Regions from separate parts of the Rattus norvegicus genome. Here region 1 is linked to region 2. A link is a contact called in public Hi-C data. All regions are on one chromosome and are shown on one strand. Each heading gives the region's core, a stretch centred on a gene start, on an enhancer-like site or on the middle of the called end of the contact. The rest is flanking DNA. Distances are from core to core; before and after follow the strand shown. Region 1 holds the start of Hdac5 (histone deacetylase 5). Region 2 overlaps Lsm12 (LSM12 homolog).

Region 1 (7,500 bases), core at 481-2,980, 66 kb before region 2:
GTAGTTCAGGCTAGCCTTGAAGTCAGAGATCTGCCTGCCTCTGCCTCCCTCCCAAGTGGGATTAAAGGTGTGCACCACCACCGCCTGGCGTAAATCAATGTCCCTGTTGGGTATGGCTTTGGTTTTTTTTTTTTTTTTCTCATATGCTTTTTTTATTTTTGAAATAGGAGCTCATGACACTCAGGCTGACACTGGACTCTAACTCACTGGTGTGGAGGATGACCTTGCACACACACTCTCTCTCTCTCTCTCTCTCTCTCTCTCTCTCTCTCCTCCTCCTCCTCCTCCTCCTCCTTCTCTCTCTCTCTCTCTCTCTCCTCCTCCTTCTTCTTCCTCTCTCTCTCTCTCTCTCTCTCTCTCTCTCTCTCTCTCTCTCTCTGAGACAATTTCTTTCTATGTAGCTCTGGCTTTCCTGGAACTTATTAAGTAGTTCATGCAGGCCTTGAACTCACAAAGATCTGCCTGCCTCTGCCTCCCAAGTGCAGAGACTACAGGCGTTCACCATCATCTTCTGCTTTAAAACAAGAGCGTGAAGTGAATATGTCATTATGTTGTTTTGTTTTGGATGCTAGGTATCGAACACAGGCCTCAGATGCTACCCACCTGGTCTACTTCCAAGCTATGCTCCAGGCTGTAGACCCGTATAATTATAACTTTTACAATATTGTAGCCATTTTCAGGGATTTTAAAAACAGTCACTTGTCTTTAAGGCTCACTACATGACAACACTATTACCAACATTTTCTAAATTATTGCAGAAACACATTCAGATAAGCAGATTAATTGGCTGGCTATAAATAAATATACACACATTTCTGTATAATTTTCTCTCTATATATTTCTATATAATTTTGTGTCTGCATGATAACTTACTGAATAGAGGTCCCCTAGTTTATTCGCAGATACCTACACAATGGATATTTAGGTTGTTTCCAACATCTCATATTATAAGCAATCTCCTTCTATGCTCATTTTGGAGCACAATATTTTCTTAGAATACATTTTCCCTAGGAGAATTGCTAGGTCATTGACAAAACTATGTAGGGTTAATAACACAGTTATGTTCAGTTCCACTGACATGGTGGTATGTGTGGTATCAAAGTTGGAGACCAGCGGTCTTTTAGGTTCTTGGTCGGTTCCTTTGAAGGCCAGGGACAGTGACAACCTACGCTGGCTTTCTCCAAGGAATTTCTTCATTAAGATGCAGCATTTTGCCTGATTAGGCACGATGGGTTAGAGATTGTCCAAGCTAATCTTTCAGCTTCGACGCTCCTGCAGAGGCTTCCACTTCCGAGGCAGCCCCTAGGATTCCACACCCCACCTCCACCCCATGCCCTCCTCCTAACAAGGGAAGGGCGTGTTAGGGAACAGCTCAGGCGGGCAAAGATTGCACCATCCACCGTTTGAAAAGGAAGTCGAAAAAGCACAGAGAACAAAATCGTAAATCCCACACATCCAGCCCCTGCAGCAGCCGGGATCCGGCTTCTACTCATTTCATTACTTGGCGAAGAGATCGAGACCCCTTCCCTGCCACTTCCACCCCAGCCTAACCTTGGGCTGGGTTTTGGCCCTTTAAGAAGCTGTCACGGTGGCGCTATTGGTCCCGCCCATCTGAGGGGAGGGCCGATTGGGAGGGGAGGGTTCTCGGCTGAAGCCCGAAAAAGGGGGGGTCTGAGCCTATTTTTAGCTCGGGGTCGGGTCACGTGACGGGAGTGACGTCTCCGAATGTTGTTGTTGGTGGCGGCGGCGAGCGGAGCCGGAGGAGCCGCCGCAAAGATGGAGGAGCCGTCGAGGAGGCGCTGCCGCTGCTGTTGCCGCCGCTGCTGCCGCCGCCGCCCGCGAAGCCGGAGCTCGAGCCTCAGCGGGTGAGCGCGCCGCACCCGCCAGGACCCCACCTCCCGCAGCCCCGGGACGCCCCGCAGTGTCTCGTCCTCCCGCCGTCGCTGCCCGCGGGCTCCCCACGACCCTGTCCTTCCTCCCGGCGCGCGCGCCGAGCCAGCCTGCACCCCCAGGGAGCGTCGCGGGGCCCGGGGAGTGTTGCCTCTGGCTCGCCGCGCGCGCCCCTCCTCATCCCTCCCTTGCAGGGCTCCTTCTCTGCAGGTAAGGGAGGGGCCGATCTTCCCGCACCCCGCGCCCCCAAATGGCCCGCAGACCAGTCGGGGATGTCTGATTTGTCTCCTCCCCAGCGGCTCCTAATCCGTTGCAACCGCGACTTGAGCCTTGCTACCCGGATTCTGGGCAGACCCTCTCTCTCTTCACTAGACACCCTTTCTTGTTACTCTGAGGTGAGGGGCACAGCCCACCCACAGTGCTTCTCCAAGTGGCGAAGAACATACCCTTGATTTTATGTCCTTGACGTCCCTGCAGGTGGAAGAGGACTGCGGGGCCCACCTTACTTGTCTGTGCTATTCACCCCCTCGCCTGTGAGGCGTTACTGCGTTTATTACCACCCTCTTCTGTCTGACACCCTGGAGCTCGAAAGAGCTGGGAGATGAATTGGTGATCTTTCTTGGCTAGGGCAGATCTCCCCACCCCACCCCTGCGCCCAGTTTTCATCTTGGGTTTGTTTCTCATGGGGCAGAGGTTCTAATAGTGCCTTGTTAACTTGGGGGTAGTCGGCTTCCCCCTCCCCACTCATCCCTGGGGCCCTCAGGAAGAAGAGAACTGGCTGGATGATAAGTAATTAATCTAAGAGCTGGGGGCGGGGAGTCGAGTGTGTTTCATTTCGGGGAGAAGGTGACCACTGGATGTCCCTGCGTTTGGCCTTCTGAGATGAGCTTTGTCCCTGAAGAGGAAGGGTAGCAACTGCAGTTGCTTTTGGTGTGTGTGTGTGTGTGTGTGTGTGTGTGTGTGTGTGTGTGTGTACGTGGATTCTCACTCTGGTAGTGACCACTATGCTTCTGGGTCCTGAAATTAGCTTTGGATCTTGGGGATGGAATGGAGAGGAGTTTAGGGTTCAATGGGAAGGAAGATAGAGTCAGATCCTAGGAACAAAAGGAGACGGGGAATGGGAGATTGATTTGGGCCAGAAGACCTCAGGCTAATCCTGTCATTGGGACCTGTTGGCCCTCCACTTGGGTTCTAAGGTTGCAGGCAGGGAGAATCCCCAGTCTCTTAAACCCTACACAGTGGGACCCAGGAGCCCAGGCTAGCTGTGGAGATGCGATGCGCTAAGGGTGAGCCCTGTTACGGGCTCCTGCCAGCTCGTTCCAGTCTTCCCTTTTCTTTCCCTCCCTAAACAAAGCTCGAGGAGAACTTGCTTTGCCTCCTCCTCCTTAAGTCTTTCCTTTTCTCTCTTGCCTCTTAGACTTGGATCTGGACTAGATCTTGTTAGAGACAGAGAGCCTGAATTAAAGGAGCAGGCTGCACCTCCTGACACACTAGGGGCAGGAGAGACAAGTCCCGGGTGCACGTGTAGCAAATGTTCCCCGTCTTCCTCAGTGTATCCTCCAAGGATCGTGGAATCTGGAGGTGGAGGGGTAACCGTGTCACACGCACCACCTACCCCCAAGTAGCTGCAGAGCTAAAAGCTCTGCTTTCTATTTCTTGGGGCTGGTATCTTAGCTGTGCGCTTAGGCACGGGGCTTGGGAAGGGGGGTCATTGTTGTTTTGTATGGGAGAGGAGGGGGGGACAGCCTTAGGAACTGGGGGGGTAAGGCAGTCGGTGCTGAAGTACCAGCTGCTCTTCAATAATTAATTCTTCCTACTCACGTCCCTCTGAGGAGGGGTGTCTGGAACACAGCATCGGGCTCAGCCAGCCTGCTAGAGGACTCACTCCTGTTGGGGGGGGGGTGAGAGAAAGACTCAGTGAGGGGGGGCGGCAGTTCTTGGCACTTTGGAGCACTGTCGCTTGCTCATGAATGAAAACGCGGTGCAGCCAGTGAGGGGGCCTATTGTAGCTGACTTTGGCTAATTAAACTTTCTCTCCCTTTCTTTTCCCCTACCCACCTCACCCCAGCCCCAACCTCAGCCCTTTCTTGAATGAGAGCCCTGTCTGGTAGTGCTGGGGAGGCGGGGGGCTGAGGGGAGATCATCACTGTCTGAAGTTTTAGGGCAAACAGACCCAGTCTAATGCCCTCTGTCTCCACCTCCTCCCCTCCCCCCCTCCTTTTTTTTTTTTTTTCTAGAAATAGCAGCCTCCTCCATCTGGTTTGTACAGATGTCTGGACCTGCGTCTGAGCAGACAAACAGAAATGGGCTGGTTGCAAAAATGAATTTGTCAGCCTGGTGCCTCCCCCCCCACTCCCCTGTTGTCTTCCCCCTTTCCCTAGTTTGGGGGCCTGTGTGGCTTCCATCCTCCTGGACTTCTGTTGGCTCAGCTGGAGGGTAGGCACAAGGCAGTGGAGGCTCCGGGAAGAGGCTGGGAACAGTTGTCTGCTGTGGCTGAAGCCGGGAGGGGTCGAGATGAGAAACTGCTGGTGTCTTTCGATGGGATGTCTGGGCTTTGGGCTTTGAGCTTTGCCAGGCGACGAGCGAAGCCCATCTTGGGTGCATAGGATTTGGTACAAACTGCTAGGCCTTGTTCTCTGATTTGGGGAGTAGCCCTTGACCTAAGAGTGGCCCTGGACTAGGGGCTCAAGACTTGGGCCTGCCTCTCTCAGGCTCCCTTGGCATGTCGGGAGTGGGAGGCTTGGTGATTCTGGAGGGGAATTTGGAGGGAGCTGTTGGAGGGACAAGATCTCTGTAGGAAGGCATAGTGATGTGGCCCTCGGGTCATGGTATGGCTCTGGTCACCTTTTCCTGTCTCCTTTTCCTCCCACCTTCTGCTAGAGTTTTTATTGCTGATGAGTGGTGAAGGACTGTGCTGCTGCCCTAGGGTTTCTGCCTTGCCTTCTTTAATAGAGCTTGTAGGTGGGGGCTCTGCCCTTCCCTCCTCCCTTCCTTGTCAGGATGCCTTGGATGGAGGTAGAAAGTAGGTTCAGACCCTGGAGTAGCCGACCCTGGAAGGATAGAGTTGACTATTGGGGGGAGGGGAACAGGACTTTGGGGGTGCTGAAGTTGGCACACTGAGTTGTCACCCACGTGGTGGCTAGCGTAGCAGCTGTACAGCTCTGGTCCCCAGCTACCCACCCATGTAACAATAGCAGGCCACTTCTCTGTTGAAGAGGCGTGCAGACGCCTCAGACTGCCTGCTCTTTCCTTGCCTGGCCCTAGACAAGAAGTTAGGTCTGTTTTGATGAGGCTGGGGAGGCTCTACTGTTTTTCAGGAAGCCCTGCTGGTGGGTCTCGTTCACTTGGAAGATCTGTGAACTGGGTCTTGGGGCTTGGTAGAAGCCATTATTTGCAGGTGGATGGTGTCTCTGGGTCCCACTCTGTGGGGGAGCAATAGCGCATGACTACATCCTGAGCCCACGGTGTGAGTTTGAGGAGATGTTTCTTCTTCTCCCCAGGGGAGGAGATCCAAAGAAATACTAGGTGAGGGTAAATGGGGGTTAAGGGGTGAGCTTCATCAATTTTGGGTCCCTTGGGATCTGGTCGTCTTGAGTGGCCCACTGTGGAGGTTTTCTTCATTAAGTAGATGGGTTGGGCTACTTAGACTTGCTGGCAGTCGTGGGAATTTCTGAACCTGTGTTCCTCAACCCACGGGAAAGGGTGTGAGCGGGACTGGGCGCCAGCTCTGGTGTGGGCATGGGCTGAGCTGGCCTGCCCACGCGGGCTCTGCCAGGACACCAACAGCCCCACCTGCTGCATTCCTGAACTTGGTCCCAGAGCTGTACAGGTTCTTTTGGTTTTAGTCTCGGTCTTTCAGTTCTGAACCCTGATCTGAAATATACCCTTCTATAGCCCCAGAGTCGAGAGCAGCAGGCTCGGGACTCCTGGGTCTTTGTGTGCGTCCCGTGGCCCTCCCAAGGAAGACTTGGGAGGCTTCTAGGCTCCAACTGGACCCCACCCCTGGGAATCTTTGATAAGAATGGAGGGTTTGCAAAAGTTTAATACTGCCAGGAGGTAGGGCTCCCTGGGAGAAAGTTTGGTATCAGAGTAAAGGGTGTTAGGTAATACCTGATACATGACGGGCTGCTTGAGTCCGGGGAGTAGAGTTAGGCCTTTAATGCTGGCAGTTCTGGTCACTCCCTGACTCTTGCTCTCATAGGGCTCTGGAGAGCCTGGCTTCTTTTGGAAGCAAATGAATGAGATCATGTCTGGGTGGATCGAGGGCGGTTTAGGGTCCAGGTGGGTGCTGCCTAGTATCTATGGCTTGAAGACTAACTGTAGGGCTAGGGTGGGGACTCTGGCAAAGCCCCGGCCCTTTACTCCATTCTCCGTTACTCCGTTGACTTTGTTTAGTGTTGGGCCTTTTGGTGCCTTTGTGTAAATGGGGACAAGGTGTTCCTTATTTTGGTAGACTCAGTATGTATCAGGCCATTGCTTGACCAGCAGTGCACAGTCTGGGTTTCACCGTTCTTTCCACAGGGCACAATCTGAACAACACACAAAGCCTTGGGCCAGGGCCCAGAAACCCCAGCACACTTATAGAGAGTGCTGGATCTGTTTGACTTTCCTAATCCACGAAACACACTCCTGTGCCCTGACTCACTGTGGTGCTGGGGAGACAAGAAAGCATGTTTCCAGAGATGGGTGGCGAAGGCTCGAAACTTAGGGAGAAGATCCTGGGCCTGCGAGCCCCAGGGTTATGGGGCTGAGTATTAGTTCCTCCCTGAACTTTAATAATTTTATTATTTTTTTAATGACATTTACTTGTGTGTGTGTGTGTGTGTGTGTGTGTGTGTGTGTGTACATGTATGTATATGAGTGTATATGAGTGTGTATATAACATAATGAATATGTGGAGGCCAAAGGACTACTTTTGTGAGTCGTTTCTTTCCTTCTATGATGTGGGTGGGATTTAACTCTGGTCATCAGGCTTGGCAGCAAGCACCTGCTGAGCCCTCTCATTGGCCCTGGTGGGTTTTTGGAGGCGTGATTTTGTGTATGGATAGCGTTAAGCTTATATAGCCACGGTCAGCCTTGAACCCCTGATCCTCCCAAGTTCTGTGATTAAATACACGTGCAGGCAAGGTACTCGGTAGCTTTCTCTGAACTTCTGCCAGGGACCCCAGGTCAGCTCAGCCTTTCCCATTGCCACAAATGTGGCCAGCCTGTAGGTGCACCTGGCACTGGGCACTGACGTCTGCAGAGACCACGATAGCCATTTCCTGTCCCTTGGGCACCAATTAGAAAGAGAAAAAAATGAGTCTGGTCCAATGCTGTTTCCTATGTGCCCTGGGCAGGTGGCCCTCCCTCTCCTCCCTGGTACAAGATAGTCGCTCCAAGGTCTCCCCTGGCTCTCAGAGTCCTGAGTTAGGGACCGCTAACCCTGCTCCGTCTCTCCCCAGGGATGCCGTTTTGAGTGCCTGACTGCCTCGCCCCGAAGGATGGCCTTGGATGGGCATTAGAGGCCCTGCGGCCCCGGGCTCCTGTCCCGTCCGTCTGTCTGTTATCGTCTGTCTCTCTTGACATCACAGCAGCTCCACCCCCTCCTGTCCCAGCCCCCAACGTCAG
Region 2 (6,959 bases), core at 1,253-3,752:
GGTTTTTTTGGTTCCTGAAAAGGCGTTGATTGTTGCTTAAAATACACACCAGCAGTTCTCTTTCCATAGAAACTCTGTTTCCAAGCTCCAGGCTTTCTCACTTCAGTTGGAATTGACTTGCTCAAAGTACATTGATGGCTCTGTGAAGTTGTAGTCTGCTGGGCAGAACAGCAGCCAAGCCTGAAAGATAATCATGACACTGCTGTCACATTTGTATCTGTTCATATCTGGAGGCCAGGTGATCTCTGGCTTTAAATCACAGGAGAGGTTTGTCATGTTTCTGCTTTTACCTGGAGAGTCTAAAAATGACACCATGTGCGAGCTAGCCCCTCTGACCACACAAGTATTTACTATTAACTGTTTGTATTTGGTGTGCTGCAGCTTTATGAGGTTATATATATGAACTGTGTTGATGGAACTGAAAAATCTTTACATCATTTTCTTGCTTTTCAGATGTATTATTTGCCTGTTTGCTTTTGTTGTTGTTGGTGGTGGTTTGTTTTTTGGTTTGGTTTGTTGTGATTTTTTGAAATGGTTTCTCTAGTCCTGGCCAACTTGGAACTTGCTCTGTAGGTCAGGCTGGTCTCAAACTTACAGAGCTACACCTGCCTCTGCCTCCTGAGTGCTAGGAGTAAAGGCGTGCACCACCATACCCTCAAGCTGTGCCTGTTTTTCTTAAACTGCCTTGCATAACACATTTGTTTTGTCTCATACTGAAAGTTTTTCTAGCAAGTAATAGTGTAAGGTAGGAAAAAACAGATTGACAGGGAACCCACCCTAGCCAGAAGGAGTCTTACAGACTATCAGATTTTACTAGAATTTCCTTTGATCAATTCGTGATTGACCCACCAGGGGGTAGGGAAGCAGCAGGCACAGGGTAGAATGCTTTTCTGTAAGCAGAGTAGGGCAGGACTGTGCTCAGCTCAGAAGACAGTAGATTAGGGTTCCTTAGTCTTGGGCTATTAGATGAGCATGCTGGACAGGCTGAGCATTGATTGCTAAGAGCTGTATCTCAACTCTTGGTGTGTTATAAAGTGCACAGTGGTTTCTAAACCTGAGCTTAGTGCAGTAGTGGGTGACCTGTACTCTCTCTTCTTTAAGTGGAAGTGTGTGGTTATGTTTCTCTCTGACCATCACTTCCCAGAGCCATCATCCCTGACCCTGTCATACTGCCCATCTCCATGTTCGTTTTCTTGTTCCTTCTTACTGAAGTTGTCTTGTGTTTTCGTGATCTCTTTGGGATGAATCTCTAAAGTAGCACAGTACATGCTTGGCACATAGGAAGCCCTCGGGAAGAATAGAAAAGAGGGGTGAGGGATGCTTGCCAGGAATTGCAAACAGTAACTAGATGCTGTGTTGGGGGTTGTTCCATTGGATCGCTAATCATGCTGACTCTAGACCAATCCTTGCTGACCTGCTTCCTTAGATTGAGGTTCTGAGTTGGAAAGAACGAAGGGGAACACTTTTCTGAATCTTTTTTTTCCCTTTCCCTCACCCTAGCTTGCCAGCAAAGCACGGACGGAGAAGGAGGAGAAGCTGAGCCAGGCCTATGCAATCAGCGCTGGCGTCTCCCTGGAGGGCCAGCAGCTCTTCCAGACCATTCACAAGACGTGAGTTGGGGGAGCATAGGGGTTCCTATTCCTAGAGCTGATTTTGTCTGTCTGTCGGATGAAAGACTTCTGGGTGGTTGTCTTGCTGAGAGTGTACGAGGGCAGCTGGGGCAGTTGTTGGCTGAGAGGTGGCACTTGGAGCTCCCTTTGCACAGAATACTGTGATCCTAAATCAGTCATTGCAGTCTTTGTTTGTGAAAGCTTGTTTGGAATCACATTGTCCTGTGTGGGTCTCTGGTAATAGTAATCCCTGATTCAGAGCTCAGGATTAGCTTCCTATTGTTATTACTGCCATCCTTACCTCTAAGATTGCTTGTGGTTTTATTAAGGGAAGTTATATCACTTTCCCTAGTTTGCTCTGGGACAAATACAGGGAGTTAGGAAGAACAGAAGGCAACCTTCTTACCTCCTTCTAAAACACATGTTGTCACAGCAGAAGTCATTTGACTCTCTACTAGCTTCCCTAAGTGCTGAAAAGCTGGAACATTTGACACCCTCCTCAACCCCTCCTCCCCCCATGGGCTGCCTTCTGTTACCCTGTTTAACCACCCAGGGTCTGATGCACAGATGGCAGCTGGCTGTAGAGCTGTCTGGGGCCGGGTGTGTCTGAGCATTCCCAGGTATGTGAAGGAATTCTCTTAGTAGCATCAGCTGCCCTGGGATTCCCCATGTGTGAACTCAGATGGATCTTCCTGGTCTGGCAGGTGTCTGTGTATCTGGTAATTGAGTGGGGCTAGTGGGGCACAGCTTGCACGGTTAAGGGTAGAGGCTGGATGGAGCAAAGTACAGATGACTATTTCTAGAAGTGCTATTTTTACCCTAGGTCAAGGGTGGGCAGATTATGCCAGCAAGACAGATCTGCCCCCTTGTGTATGTGTCATCTGTTGGCAGATTTCTGTAGCTACTTATGATCTGACACTGTCTAGAAAGCAGTTGGCAGCCTCTGCTCTAGACCACTAAGTCAGTTCTAGTGATTTAGGTCTGGTTGTTCATTTGTAACTTGGTTTGAGCTTCTGAGACTGCCACCAACTGTTTTATGATTTTCCAGGCCCCTGATGCTTCAGACTAACAGTTCTGGGCTCTCCCTAGGATAATGTGCATTAGTGACTGCTCTCCTGTCCAGAGATGCCCAGAGAATGTTTGTTGTCTCCTCTCTCTGGCTCAGTATTGAGCTGAGAGCTTGGGAGAGGGGTGTGTGTGTGTGTGTGTGTGTGTGTGTGTGTGTGTGTGTGTGTGTGTGTGTGTGTGCGTGTGTGTGTGTGCGCGTGCGCGCGCGCGCCCGCTAGTCTAGTGGTAGTCTTCTCCTTCTCTTTCCTTTCCTTTTCTAGACAGGGTTTCTCTGTGTAGCCCTTGCTGTCCTGGAACTTGGTCTGTAGACCAGGCTCACTTGAAATTCAGATCCAACTGCCTCTGCCTCCCAGGGGCTGGGATTAAAGACATGGGCCACAATGCCTGGCCCTGAAGTTCTTCCTAACAGGAGGAATGGGCTGTCCACAGGATATCACACTCATCTATATTCTTCTCCTTCCAGCATTAAAGACTGTAAATGGCAAGAAAAAAACATTGTAGTCATGGAAGAAGTTGTTATCACACCCCCATATCAAGTGGAAAATTGTAAAGGCAAAGAGGGGAGCGCACTGAGCCATGTACGCAAAATAGTAAGTAAAGGAGCCACCTGCGGAGCAAGGGTGGGTTCTTGGCTTGGTCCCTCTTGTACAACAGGCAGGACCCTGTGCTCCTGCAGGCTCCTTGTCTCCTAGCAGTGCGGCCTGATGCCCCTGCTCATCGGGCTCTCTAGCCGTGTCCTGGATGATGTGGGATAGAAACCTTGGTGCTGTGGGGTAGGGTGAGCAGTCAGCCCCGTGTCTTACACCACATGACTGCAGAATTGTAGCACATGTAATGGTAGATGCCCTTAACTGTGGGTTAAGAACTGTAGGTTTGGCTTTGGAGTGTAACAGTTGTAGTAAAACAACTTTTAATCTGGTTGAGAGGCCACTGTTACATCTCCTTGGGTTTGGGCTTTTTTTTTTTTCATAGGTGTGTTTTGCATATGTTTATGCAAAATACATACCATCCATCCATGCATATGAGACTGTATATCATGTATATGTCTGGTGCCTATGGAGGTCAGAAGAGGGCATTGGGATTTTATGAAATCGGAGCTATAGCTGGCTGTGAGCTACCATGTGGGTGCTGGGAATCGAATCCAGGTCCTCTCTAAGAACAAGCGCTCCTAAGAGCCGAGCCACCTCTCAGGCCTACACTGTTGTGGACTTAGGAAGTATAATAGAACTAATTTTCCTACCCACTAGCTTTTTCTTTATTTATGTCAGATAGGAAGAAGGGGCTTGAAGAGATGGCTCAGCAGTTAAGAGCACTTGCTGCTCTTCCAGACGACCTGAATTCTGTTCTCCACATTTATGTAAGGCAGCTCACAACTCTGTGTTCTATATTCCAGTGGGCCCAAGGCCTGTGATACCTGCACTCTCTTACTTGTGCACATATACAACTACGTATAATTTAAAATAAAATAAAATAATGCAATACATTGTTATAAAGGCGGGAGGGATTTTGGTGGTAATAATTATCCCATTTTGTTATGTATTAGTTTATAGCTGTACTGTTAAGCCAGTCTTAGCTTAGCTTCCACACATGTGGCTGAAACAAGAGGTTTCTCTTGCCTGTCTTGCAGTTGGGGTGGGGTGCAGGGAGCATTGGATAACAGCAAGCCAAACTGCCAGGCCTGGGAAGCTTGGCTTAGATTGTACAGGAGACCTCGCCCTGTCTCCATTTCTGACTTGGCTGCTTGGTCTCTTGCAGGTTGAAAAACATTTTAGAGACGTGGAAAGCCAAAAGATACTGCAGCGTTCACAAGCCCAACAACCACAGAAGGAGGCTGCCCTGTCATCCTGAGTCCACAAACATGGAGGACTCTTCCAGCATCCAGCCACAGAGATGGTGGTGGTGGCTTCAGCGGAGGCAGGCCGGGGGAGGGAAGGGATCCTGTATTTCTTGCTGACTCTTATTAGGGTCAGTGTTTCAAAAAAAAAAAAAACAAAAAAAAAAAAAAAAACAAAAAAAAAAACCTAGACTTGAACAAACACCCAACAAAAAAGAGCAAGAGAATAATTTAAACGTTGAATCATTACTTGACTAGCAGACCGGCCCACCATGTCCTTTCACAGCCCTCTGGAGCAGTCATCTTGTTAGTTTTATTTTTGCAAATTCCTTTTCACTCTGCCCTTCACCTGCGTCTCTCCTTCCCTAGTCTGTTTCTGCCATTCTGATTTTCTAAGTGGACATACTTGCCTTCTGAGTGATTGAAAGAAACTTTTACATCTTTTCTTCCAAAATAAAAGTAACAAGTGACTGTGACTCTGAAGCCGAGGCCAGAGCAGAAGACAGAGGTCTCACTTTGAATTTTCTTTTTTTTTCTTTAACTTTTTTTTTCTTTTTTTGCACAGGGCATGGCTTGAATTAGTTTTATTTTTCTTAACTTTAAATATATATATGGAAATATATATTAAAATGTTCTCTAAGTATTTTCTGCTTCTTGCAGGTCTCTTTTTACTAGATCATGGCCACTCTTCCCACCTCATCCCTCTGAAAACAAACATGTGTTGTCCTTTCTACCACCCAGAGCCCGACGATTAACTTGACTTAGTTCACAGCGAGGATCTCCTGCAGCCCTGCAGAGCCAGTGTGCAGACGGGATTTGGCCTTGAGGGTCCTGATGGCTTTCTGGTCTTTAACTGTATGTACCTGTCTCACATTCGGTCCCAACCTCAGGACTCCCTCTGCCTTTGTCTCCATGGTACTAGACGAACTCTGAGCACTCTCCACCCGGGAGTCAGCCGCCCCTCCCCCGTGCCTCTGCAGGAAGAACTCGCTTGCATGGCACATCTCAGCTCCTCCTCCTTCGGGCTGATTTTCTCTTCTAAGAAACCTGGACTCCATCTACCCCAGTCTTTCTTAAGTATGTCCAGAGCCTCTAGCCCAGGAACAAGCTTGAATAACCTCTAGTTTCTCTTCTGCCATCCTCCTGCTCTTCTGCCCCTCCTACCCCTGAAATCTTACAAGCTACTGACAGTTTGTATGTGCTCAGCCAATGGGCAGAAAACCTGGAAAGAATTTCTGGACTTTAGCCCACCAGTTTGCCTGGTTTGACTAACCTGCTGAGAGCCGAAACTGGTACTTGTCGCCCCTGCACCTCCAGGGTAGTCTCAGGGGGCAAAGTGCCACCACCTGAATATCAGGCACTGAGTGGGACGTGGGTGATGCTCATGTGACCGGCTAGAGCTTTGGGAGTAGGGTGGGGCTATATTTTTTTTTTATTTTATTTTATTTTTTTTGGCCATGATCTCTTTTCCCTTCCTTTTTTTTTTAATTAAAATAAATGGATCAAAATTAAATAATTCAAGCCCTGCCTTCAAAATGGAAAAAAACTTTTTTTTTTTTTAGTATTGTTTAGCAAAAACAATAAAACCCAAATTTTTTTAACCATCACTCATGTCTCAGGTTTGTGCGTACTTTATCACCCCAAATGAGGGGTCAGAAATGTAGAGCATGGTGTGTCTACTGAGCTCTGCCTTTATCATTAGATCGCCTGCTTTTCTTTTTACCCACTCTTCTTACCCTGGAGAAGTCATCCGGAGGCTCCAGGTAAGGTGTGTTATAAAGAGCAGCTAGGGCCAGAGCGATTGGTCTACAGCCTGCTGACCTCAGTTTGAATCCTGGAATGTGTGCGCATAAGGGAGGAAACCCAATTCCACAAAGTTGTCTTTTGGCCTCCACATACAGACTGCGGTATGCATGGTCATGAATACACACAAGCTTTAAAGGGGGAGGGATCCAGGGCTTCTGGTGGGGGGGCATCATTGTAAGGATTTAGTTAGAGGCAGGAAAGTAGTTGGATAGTGTTGTGTGGACCTGTGATTTCAGTGCTCCTGTGGCTGAGAAAGGATTGAGAGTTGAAGGCCACTCAAGTTGTATGTATAAGAGTTGCAGGCTAGGGGGCTGGAGAGATGGTTCAGTGGTTAAGAGCACCGACGCTCTTCCTGAGGTCCTGAGTTCAAATCCCAGCAACCACATGGTGGCTCACGACCATCTGTAATAAGATCTGATGCCCTCTTCTGGTGTGTCTGAAGGCAGCTACAGTGTACTCATATACAATAAAATAAAAAAATCTTAAAAAAAAATATTCAAAGAGTTGTAGGCTACCCTGAATTCTGTAGGGATCCTGTCTCAAAATAAAAAAAAACTGATTGAAAAAAAGGAGTAGAGGGTTGGGGATTTAGCTCAGTGGTAGAGCGCTTGCCTAGGAAGCGCAAGGCCCTGGGTTCGGTC

The links. Hi-C and Micro-C count contacts between places; a contact is called where the count stands out from the background.
Region 1: a contact with region 2 is called in a Hi-C map of psoas muscle, with 1.4 times the contacts expected there. The contact joins the promoter of Hdac5 here to the enhancer-like site in region 2. A contact is called at or near these places in 2 of 12 Hi-C or Micro-C datasets (the A7r5 cell line and psoas muscle).

Annotation. Positions count from the first base shown.
Region 1 is chr10:87,682,284-87,689,783 of GRCr8, reverse strand. It overlaps Hdac5 (histone deacetylase 5), which reads left to right and starts at 1,730. Exons shown (of 27, transcript NM_053450.1): 1 at 1,730-1,865; 2 at 7,335-7,500. Snora33 (small nucleolar RNA, H/ACA box 33) reads right to left here and starts at 794; the gene lies at 663-794.
Region 2 is chr10:87,617,679-87,624,637 of GRCr8, reverse strand. It overlaps Lsm12 (LSM12 homolog), which reads left to right. Exons shown (of 5, transcript NM_001105843.1): 3 at 1,501-1,610; 4 at 3,142-3,268; 5 at 4,434-6,120. The coding sequence ends at 4,526. Among named protein-coding and RNA genes, the nearest start is that of Tmem101, 12 kb to the right of the region's middle. Within about 2 kb of position 2,502, at least 11 of the 93 cell types and tissues checked have an H3K27ac peak or open chromatin away from gene starts, as enhancers often do.